Regions from separate parts of the Arachis hypogaea genome. Here region 1 is linked to region 2. Evidence: chromatin contacts called from public Hi-C data. All regions are on one chromosome and are shown on one strand. Each heading gives the region's core, a stretch centred on a gene start, on an enhancer-like site or on the middle of the called end of the contact. The rest is flanking DNA. Distances are from core to core; before and after follow the strand shown.

Region 1 (5,084 bases), core at 926-3,425, 180 kb before region 2:
TCTTGCTCCAAAGAAATCGCAACAGTTACAGCAGTTCATCCACCGCCATTGATGAGTATAGGGGAGGAGGGGTTTTTGTTGTATTTTGAGGGAGGGAAGACAATGCGTTATGTTAACGTTTGATGAGGGACTCTTCAAAACCAACTTTGGACTGAAACGACATCGTTTTAGGGCATTTACGCGCCACCAATGATACTACGTCGTTTCAGCGTTGCCCATGTGTCACCAACTTAGCCACATCAGCTTTCCGAACACGCCAGCTGGAGCAAATGTGCCGAAAGGACAACACTGGGTCCCGGAGTGTAACTTCAGGTACTGTTTTGAGTAATTGTTAAGTTCAGGGACCACTATGAAGTACGAGTGTAACTTCAGGGACCACTCTGAGGCTTAGCTCGAAATGACATGCATGAAGTTTTACTTTTTCAGTTTTTCTTCTTATCTCTTCTGATTCCACTTTATTATCGACTTTGTAGCCAGTTAGTGCGAGTAAAACCCATAATGGTCCCTCAGATTGAGCCCGTGCACCAATGTTACCCCTGACTTTTGAATTGCTCTAATTGCACCCTTCAGATTGAGTTCCGTGCGAAATCCTGGTCCTTCCACCCAATTCGGCGTGACTCAGCAGCCAGAGCGCTGAGCTGGCTGCTTATGGTCCACGTAGGCAGCCTTAAACGGCTTGCTGATGTGGAGTATCATCAAAGAATCTCCGAATTCCCTAAATTAGTCCCTGATACCAATTATAAACCCTAAGTTGTTCTTCCCTCTTCCTGTGTGAATTGGTTCGTCGTCCAGCTCAAGCTCTTCTTCCCTCTTCCTCTTATTCTTCTTCTTCGTCCTCTCCCGCCATGAGTGACAGTCATGCTTCTCGGAGGTCGAATCGCTCATCTGCGACCGGAAACTGGAGAGAGAACACTGTGCGTAGCCAGTGTTCAGCAGTTCCAGAGTGGTGTGGTTGTGGGTGCAGGCCTGTCCTTCGGTGGTCAGGGACGGAGAGTCATCCTAATAAGCCGTTCTTCGGGTGTCCGAATTATAACGTGAGTGCAATTACTGTTTGAAATTTCTAGTGTTGGTTAGTTGAGGTAGTTGTTTGATAAGGTTGATGCATATTTGCAGACTAGTAAAAAGAATTGGTGTGGGTTATTTGTCTGGGTAGATCCGGTACAGGATGAGGTGCCGCTGAAGTCTGATGAAGAAGATGAGCATGGTGGGATGAAGATGAACATTGCATGGAAGGTGGGCAAACTGAAAGCAGATGTGAGAAATGTAAAGCTGATGATCTAAGTGCTTGGTATAAGGGTATTCGTGTTATTTGTGTTTATGTTGATGTTATTGTTGAAAGTTTGATTAGGGTGAGAACTGAAATACAGAACTAGTGTAATCCAGTTTATGAACAATGTAATTGACATCAGATTGTTTTTGATATATTGAATGACTATTTGGTTTTGTTTTTGTAAACATAATTGAACACCCAATTATGTTATGGATAAACAACAGTAGGAAAAGCTTACATAAGGCACAATTCATAACTGAATGACAATAAAAATAGTTCATATAAAATTTTGCAATAATGCATTGATGACAATAATAAGCCAAAAAATACTGAGCATTGTTTCAGCTAGATTCCAGCAACTTACTTAGTATTTAAAAGTTGCAGAGGTGTCTATAAATCACCATGACCAAACAAAAAAGACTAAGATAATTGTTCCATAAAATATTACAATCTTTTATAATTTCAACCTAAAGCTAGGATCATAATCACTTCTTCCTTGGCGGTTTGAATTCTAGGGTGGGCACAAACTTGAGGAAGTTGGCGAGTCTTGCTGCAGTTGCCTCACTAACTCCCTCCATTGGATTGAATGATGTAGAGCCAGTTGGAGTAGGTGACCTTTTTCTAAGTGGCAGTTTCTCAGGTCTTGTAGGTGTGTTCTTACGTGGACCATAAGCAGCCAGCTCCGGCTGCTGAGTCACGCCGGAATTAGGTGGAAGGACCAGAATTTCGCACGGAACTCAATCTGAAGGGTGCAATTAAAGCAATTTAAAAGTCAGGAATAACATTGGTGCACGAGCTCAATCTGAAAAACATTATGGGGATTTACTCCGGTTAGTGCCGTCTCTGCTCAATTTTCACTGTCTAGTAGTGTTGTGTTGATATTTAATTAATTATTGTGTTATTCGAATCTCATGATTTTTTACTGCTTCAGTTAGGTCTCAGTTGTAAAGCAAAGACTCTTGAAACCTGTCAAGTGTCAAGTACTGAATCAGCAAAGTGCTGAGTGCTCTCCTGTTAAAAACAAATAAGAAACAAGATTCCAACCATCATGGAAGCTCGTCGATCAAGGAACCAACACCAGAATCTTTCTTCTTCTTCTTCTTCTACCTCCTACACGCAGAAAAAGCCTTCCAATGTGACACGTCATCAATCCAAATTTTCATCTTCTGCTCGCTCTCATTCCAACGCTGCTAGGGTCCCCTTCAATAACGCGCAGGAAGACGCTACTGATGCTGATCCTCAATCCTTTCCCGATTTTAACCCTTTAGTCGGAACCTGTCCGTACATGTGCCCAGGTAAATTAAAAAAAAAATAGAAAAGAAAAAATATTTATATAGTTGAATATTTTAACAGGTTTTGTCTCCATTTGCAGAACGAGAGAGGATCCAGCGTGAAAACCTCCGTGATTTGGCAGTCTTTGAGAGGCTACATGGAAATCCTGCAAAATCATCTCCATCCCTTGCCGTGAAAAAGGTAATGAAGTTTCTCTCATGGTATCTGGTTTTAAATTATTAAATATACACTTGTATGTACTTTTAGAAGGATGTACTCTGCTGTATCAAGCTCAATTTGCTTTTTCTTTTTTTATTGGCTCTTTTTTTAAGGGTTAAGCTAAAAAAAATTGATGATGCCAAGCACCAATTCAAGAGTCAACATTATGTGTCTGACTGTGTGTCTGTTAAGAGTAATATATGGGTGTTAAATAGAGTTCCCAGAACTGTGGGAACTGTGATACAATAGGTACGGCACCCAAAGAAGATGAAGAAATATTTTCTTCTATATTGATTGATTTTGTTAAGTGTACAAAGTCTGACCAAAATAACAGAAATGGAATGCTAAATAAGGTTTCGGTTCTTGACCTTACCTGATTCCTTTAATCCTTTCCTTTGATCAATTCCCATCACTAAAAATCTGCACATACTTAGGATACTTGTAGCGTTTGGTGGAGAGACAGAGACGGAAAGACTGAGACTGAGAGACAGAGACTAAGAGACAGAAATTGAAATAAATCTCAGTATTTTATTTGGTGCAAAATGGGAGACAGAAATTAAAACAAGAATGAAACTCTAATTTAATTTGCACAAAGAATAAAATTGAAATTAATTAATTGAAATTAATTAATTGAAATGAGGGTATTTTAGGTATAAAATGTTATTAAAGTTTTAGTCTCTATCTCTAAAAATTTTAGTCTCCTGTGTTCCCACTTTTTGGAGGTACTGAAATACTGAAATTTTGAAACATAGACAGAAATTTTAGTACCAGTCTTTGAACCAACAAATATGATACTGAATCTCAGTCTCTCAGTTTCTGTCTCATTACCTCAAAACAAACGCTAAAAGGGGCTGAAATCACAGGAACCTTAGATGGATTGAAGCAAATCTTTGACTGGAATATGAAAAAGTTGTCAATTAGGGAGTCTGCTGGGAGTCTCAACTGATAAACAACATTGCCAATCTTGTTTGAAATCTGATAGTGACTAAAGTATATAGGAGAAAGCTTATGTAGTTGGCTTTTCATTACACACTGAGTGTTGTTTGTATGATTGTAATTTTTAGAATACACAGGGATTATATTTTTCCTCTTATTTCCTTTTATAGTTGTTTAAAGTCATATTCTCTGTATATGTCATTATAATTTATAAGTGGCTTTTAAAAGGCTTGTCTTGTCTGATATTCAATATCTCTTGGTTTTGCAGCTTTTCATATTTTATTTTGCTTCAGTTTTGCAGAACTATATCGACCAAATATATCCAACCATTTGATGTGCGGCCTCTAAATGTATTGGAAGATACTTTAAATTATCTTATGAGCTTGCTGGAATCTAAAGAGCATCCTTTTGAAGTGGTTCACGACTTTATCTCTGATAGGACAAGGTCCATACGTCAAGATCTTACCATGCAAAATATCATTAACAAGAAAGCAATTTATATGTATGAGCAAATGGTATAGTTTTCTCTTTTGGATTTCTATGATTTGTGTACTTTGTATATTTCATCATTTATTGAGGTTAGCTTTTCACAAATGACACTACTTTATGTTACTTAGGTTACACATCATAGGTGATTTTGCAACTTCAGGTTTTGTTAAACTTGGAAGGTCCATGTTTGTCAGATTCAGAAATTGCATTTTAACGTTTAACACATTCACTGAATGGCTAAGGAACTTGATTTTCAATACATATGTTTAATTCTGAATGTCAAAATTAAACCCTAAACTTGGATACTGAAAATCAGAGAAAGGAAGACTATTTGCAGTATGGGTTCATGTGATGACTTGATAGAAAATAAAGTAGACTTGTTTTGAGAAATCAGTTCAGGATAGTACAGAGGATTTACATACTATGAAGCACAAAACCATGCTGACTAAGACCTATAACAATCTGGGGAAGGAAAAGTTTATCTATTTCAATGATTTAGTTATGTGTGAATTTTGCTCAGAGACATTTCTTTATCTATCTATACGTTGATTTTTACTAGTGTTTCAGTGTTTGTGTACAATATTTGTTATGGCATTTTTTAATTTTGCACGAGTTGTTTCCCCCTTTTCATGCTGTGTCAATCTAAAGAGATTCACGCTATTTACATGAACAAGATGGATTATGATGTCATTCCCTTTATTAAATGAGATGCATTTATCTTCTTCTGAAGTGATTATATTTCTTGCTGCCATGTTTCATTTTGTAAAATTCAAATAATGAGCTGAACATGTTTAATCATGCAGGTGAAATTTCATGTTATATCACACCACAAGCTTCGGCATTCTATGAGTGATCCAAACATTGCATCAATGCATCATCTCAACTTGGAACAGCTCAC
Region 2 (5,130 bases), core at 1,030-3,529:
CAGAATCACATGAGCAATACAAATTGGTCAAAAGTGTTTCAAATTCCACATCAACCAAAATTAGATGGGTATATAGTCTTGTATTGATTTTAGTAATATAGTATTCTTGGAACTTATACACTACTTTGCAGTCTCAAGAGTAGAATAAGCTTGAGAGCGAAGACATTAATGGGAATGAGAGAAAGAGAAACGAAAGGAAAGAAAGAAGAGCAAAATGCACATGGATATGGAACACTATATATGAGTCTTCTTTTTAATTTCCCAGCTCTCTTTTTGTTCCCCTCAAAAAGAGACTTAATTTACTTGCATTTCAAGCATTTGATTTGCTTTATTTCATTCACACCCTTCTCATTAAAGACAACAATGAAAATGAAAGAGACCGCATCTATACAGGTAACTGGATTCTCGCTTTACCTTCCTTTTCTTTATATATGTCTCCCCAAATTTTCAACTATATCTTCTCTTTTGAATAATTATTTATAAAAAATGATTATTATATTTTTGCTACAAAATAATACATAATTTGATAAAATATATGTGTACAATTTATTTACATTAAGTCATTAATCGTACATCAAAATTAAATACTATCTAATTTATTTACTATATCTAACTTATTCACTTGTATATATTACATATGTATCATCCTTAATCCTTCATAGAGATTGAAGCCTAAACGCTTATAGAATAAAAACAATTAATTCCAAAACAGCACTTTTTTATTATTTTAGATTTAGTGGGTAGTGGTGCAACATGTGATTCGAAATATAAATAATAAGAGTAAGTACAGGGAGTCAATAAGAAAAAGTATAAAGAGCTAATGAAATATCTGTACAATGTGTACAATAGGAGTTTAGGGATATCAGATGTTTATTATTCCTGATATTGGAAGTTATTCTGGATAGTATGAGTGTATTGTGTTTGAGAAATTAGTAGTATTTTATCTTGGATATTCATTTTTTAATTTATATCGGACCAAATAAATAATCCATTGTACACATTATACTAATACTCCATTGACTCCTTAGCGGGATTCAAATAATAATAACATTGGAAACTGCCTTCATTTAAAATGTTTATTAATGCATATATACTATTCTATTTAGAATACATACATCTCTAAATTAGTCCTAAAAATAATTTTGGATTGAACAATTTTGTGTCCGCCAATTGTAATTAAAATTAAAATTTATAATCGTTTAAATAAATAAAATAAAATAGTTTTTTTGGATTTAAAATAACAAAGTCTTCCCCACTAGTTGAAAACAAAATTGTGCTGCTTTACATACATAAAACGAATTTTGAAAAAATAACTTTTTTAAATTTCAAATCTTAAAAATGATTTTATCACAAGATTTAAAAAAACTAAAAATTTTAAATGCAATAAAAAAATTAAAAATAAAATTATCCGATAAAAAATTTATTAGAAAGTAATTTAAGGTTGAGGTTGAGGTTGCATAATGATCATTTCTTTCTTTTTCTTTGTTTTTTTTTTTTTCCTTTAAAAAAAAGGAGATTGAAGAAGGGACACGTATTTGCATCCAACTCAAGCATTTTATCATCGGTAGGGTCACACTGTTGAAGTTTATATATGTTGTGTACCTAACATTACATACTAAAAAGGATCAAAGATATAATGCGGTGTAAAAATATCTATCTATCTACAAAAATTTAGTTACTAAATTAGTTAATATATATTTTATACAAATAATTAATTTAATAATTAATTTTTTAGTGTATATTTAAGATAGTTGTTTTTCATAATGCTATTTTTATTGACTTATTTAGAGTAAATCACAATTTTTAACCTCAAAACATCAGTTGGGTTATAACATAATTATGAATCTTCGAAAAATTATTTTGACAACAAATTAATATTTATGATGGCTTACTCCACTTATTAAACAAGAAATAATTATGACACTAATCAATCAAGTATAGTAAAAAATCGGTTATGGGAATGGCTAATTGGGAGAGATGGTAAAGCCAAAAAAGAAATAATAATACTAAATTAAATAAATAAAATATGAATTTAATTTTAATATATTAATAGAGTAAAATATTTTATACATTTATTCAATCATATTTTTTATATATATATAATTATTATTTATACAATTAATATAAAAAATAATTATTTTTACTAATATAACAATATATAATTAGATACACCTATAAACTATTTTATACTAACAGTGTTTAAAAATTAAATTCATAAAATAATAGTAGTAAAATAGTAGTGATACATATATAGTATAAGTGGATGAAGAGAATGATTAAAGATGGTCTTAGATCACATGCTTCATGTATAAACCTCCTCATACTAAGCATAATTATAATAATAATGTCTCACTCACTTAGCTTACACTATAAATGGATGATGATTGCATGAGTAGCCTCTTCAGTTATCACTTGATCTCATCATCTTCTTTCAATAACAATTATGGAGTTGCTTCTTCAATTCTCTACTTATCTATGCATAGCTTCTCTTCTTCTTATTATCAGCAGTGAAGCAAACACAGATCAAATTCCTAAGGTTTATTTATTAATTATTACACATATCTTTATATATTTTATTCTAAGAATTGTTTATTTCATTTTGTAGTTGCATAATCACAATTACAAAAGCTTCTCTGTTTTTTTTTTTTTTTTGTTGCAGCATTATGTTGTTTATATGGGAAGTTCATCACCAAATTATAGAAATGGGGATGATTACCGAATTTCTGAATCATCACATTTGGAGCTATTGTCTTCGGTTATTCCAAGGTTATATTATTAATTTTGTATCAAATATAAGGTCTAGGTTTTTATGATGTCCTTAAAAAATTAAAAGTACTAATTAATATTCATTAATTTTTTGTTACTCGAAATTAAGCAACCATGCATTTTATTAACTTAACTTTAATTATTAAGTTTTAATTTTTACACTATTAAATTGATGGTTTTGATTTTTTGATAGAGAAGAGAAGAAGAGGGTATCTCTAATCCACCATTTCAGCCATGCCATGAGTGGGTTCTCTGCCATGCTTACAGAAAGAGAAGCTTCTGCACTTTCTGGTATTTGATTTCCTCCTCTGCCTCTGTTTTCTTTTTTAATTATTATTATTATTATTTTATTTTATTGATTATCCTGTTCCTTTGACTTTTCTACTGTTTTATTGTGAGGAAATTAATTAAGGCATTGTTAATTTACTTTATATCCATTATTATTATTGGAGCTAAGTGGTTCTATATAAAATCAAGACTTTAAATTGGTTAGAATATAAGCTATGGTGTCTTATTGGAACAATTATTGGTGTCCAAAACTATATATTATAAAAAAAAAATTTAATTACTCTATTGGTTCTTATAGTTTTAAAATTTTTAATTAGATTCTTATATTTTTTTTAATTGGTCCTGCACTAATTTTTTTTTTAATTAAGTCATTTTTAGTAGTAATTGATTTAATTGTATAGGAACCCAACTTAAAAAAAAAATTATTGTAGAGACTCAAATAAAAAGAAAAAAATTAGTGTAGAGACTCCATTAAAAAAATTGGTGCAAGGACTTAATTAAAAAAATATATATAAAAATCTAATTAAAAATTTTACAAAACTATAAAAACCAATAGAATAATTAAACCAAATGTGCTATCAATATCTAATGCTGCTACGTCATATATTACTGTAATAATTTAATATAGGGACTCAAACTAAAATGTACAAATTTCAAGGATCAAAAAGAAAAAAAAAGTTATAAAACCCAAAACCGATATTCTTAGATGAAAAACTTATAAACTTATTTAGATATATTACGATATGAAAAATTCATATGTTACTAGTAAAATGATGGAAGAATAATTTGATTCACGATTTAAAATTAAGGGATTAATTTTATAAATTTGTAAAAAGAATAAAATATTATTTTAGTATTTAACATCTGATTTAAATCTTAATTTGGTTTTTAATATTTTAAACTTCTTATTTAAATTCTAAAAAGTTTCAAACATCATATTTCAATATCAAAAAATTTTAAACGGATTTAATGTTGTCTATTAAATTTAACATGAATAATTTGAGTATTAAAGAGCTAATAACGTTTGATTTCAATTTTTAAATAAAATCACACCACCAACGATCACCACTATAACAATTTTTCTTTTGATTCTAGAGCTTTGATAAATGATTGTTAGGATTTAGAATTTTATACCAAAAACAAATAGAGAAAAAAAAAACGTGTTACAAAAAGATTTTGATCATGTTTCTTTAACACACGAAAAAGAAAATAACTTAACTAGTAATATTATAATGTTTATATATCACTTATTTCATTACCTAATTTAACGGTAGAATAATATTGAACTCTTTTAAAATTTTTTGGGATAAAAATAAGATGTACGTTTAAAATGTTATGAAGTAAAATAGAATTTAATTTAAATATTTGAGATAAAAATATATTTTACCTATTTAAAAATTTTAAATTAATTTAATTATTACATAAAAAATGAATAACCAATTTAATTGTTATCACACTCTCAATGTTGCACTTTTAGATACTATTACTAGTTCTAAATTGCTTATTAATTTTCTTTTTACTGCCAAAAACATTCTTCTTCATCCATAAATTAAGTGATGACATGTGATTATATCAATACCGGAAATGAATTCTTTTTAAAAGAAAAAAAATTGGGTGGTGTTCAATGTTTAATTTTATTTTTTATTATTATTTTTTATTTATTTTTTATTCCATTTATAGAATGAAAAGTAAGAGATCACACTTTATTTTTTCAAATATGATTTTATTACATCTGTGATTAACAATAGGAAAGAGTTAAGATTACTAAATAACTTTAAAAAAAAAAATCTGAAAGGATGTAGGATGTACTTTCACAAAAGATGATTGATTCCCCTACTACCCTATGGATGCAATTGGAACTGCATATCGTTTTCGATAAGTTTAGGATATAACATGAGGAAATTTTTCTTAAATAAAGTAAGAAAAATAAGCTTAAATAAACTTAAATTCCATTAAATACCATTTTTTTTTTTTTTTTTGAATTGGAGAAGGAACATTTGAGTAGAACTCTCCCGATTATGACCAAAATCAGGTGGACTCTCCTCAATTATATATAATATTAGAAAGATAAAAAAA

What was found. Hi-C and Micro-C count contacts between places; a contact is called where the count stands out from the background.
Region 1: a contact with region 2 is called in a Hi-C map of leaf, with 1.8 times the contacts expected there. The contact joins the promoter of LOC112772641 here to the promoter of LOC112771539 in region 2. A contact is called at or near these places in 2 of 8 Hi-C or Micro-C datasets (leaf and an unstated tissue).

The regions. Positions count from the first base shown.
Region 1 is chr18:120,926,297-120,931,380 of arahy.Tifrunner.gnm2.J5K5, reverse strand. It overlaps LOC112772641 (SAC3 family protein C), which reads left to right and starts at 2,175. Exons shown (of 8, transcript XM_025817605.3): 1 at 2,175-2,565; 2 at 2,643-2,743; 3 at 3,991-4,212; 4 at 4,990-5,084. The coding sequence starts at 2,319.
Region 2 is chr18:120,744,325-120,749,454 of arahy.Tifrunner.gnm2.J5K5, reverse strand. LOC112771539 (CO(2)-response secreted protease) reads left to right here and starts at 2,279. Exons shown (of 11, transcript XM_025816308.3): 1 at 2,279-2,536; 2 at 2,660-2,766; 3 at 2,960-3,057. The coding sequence starts at 2,444.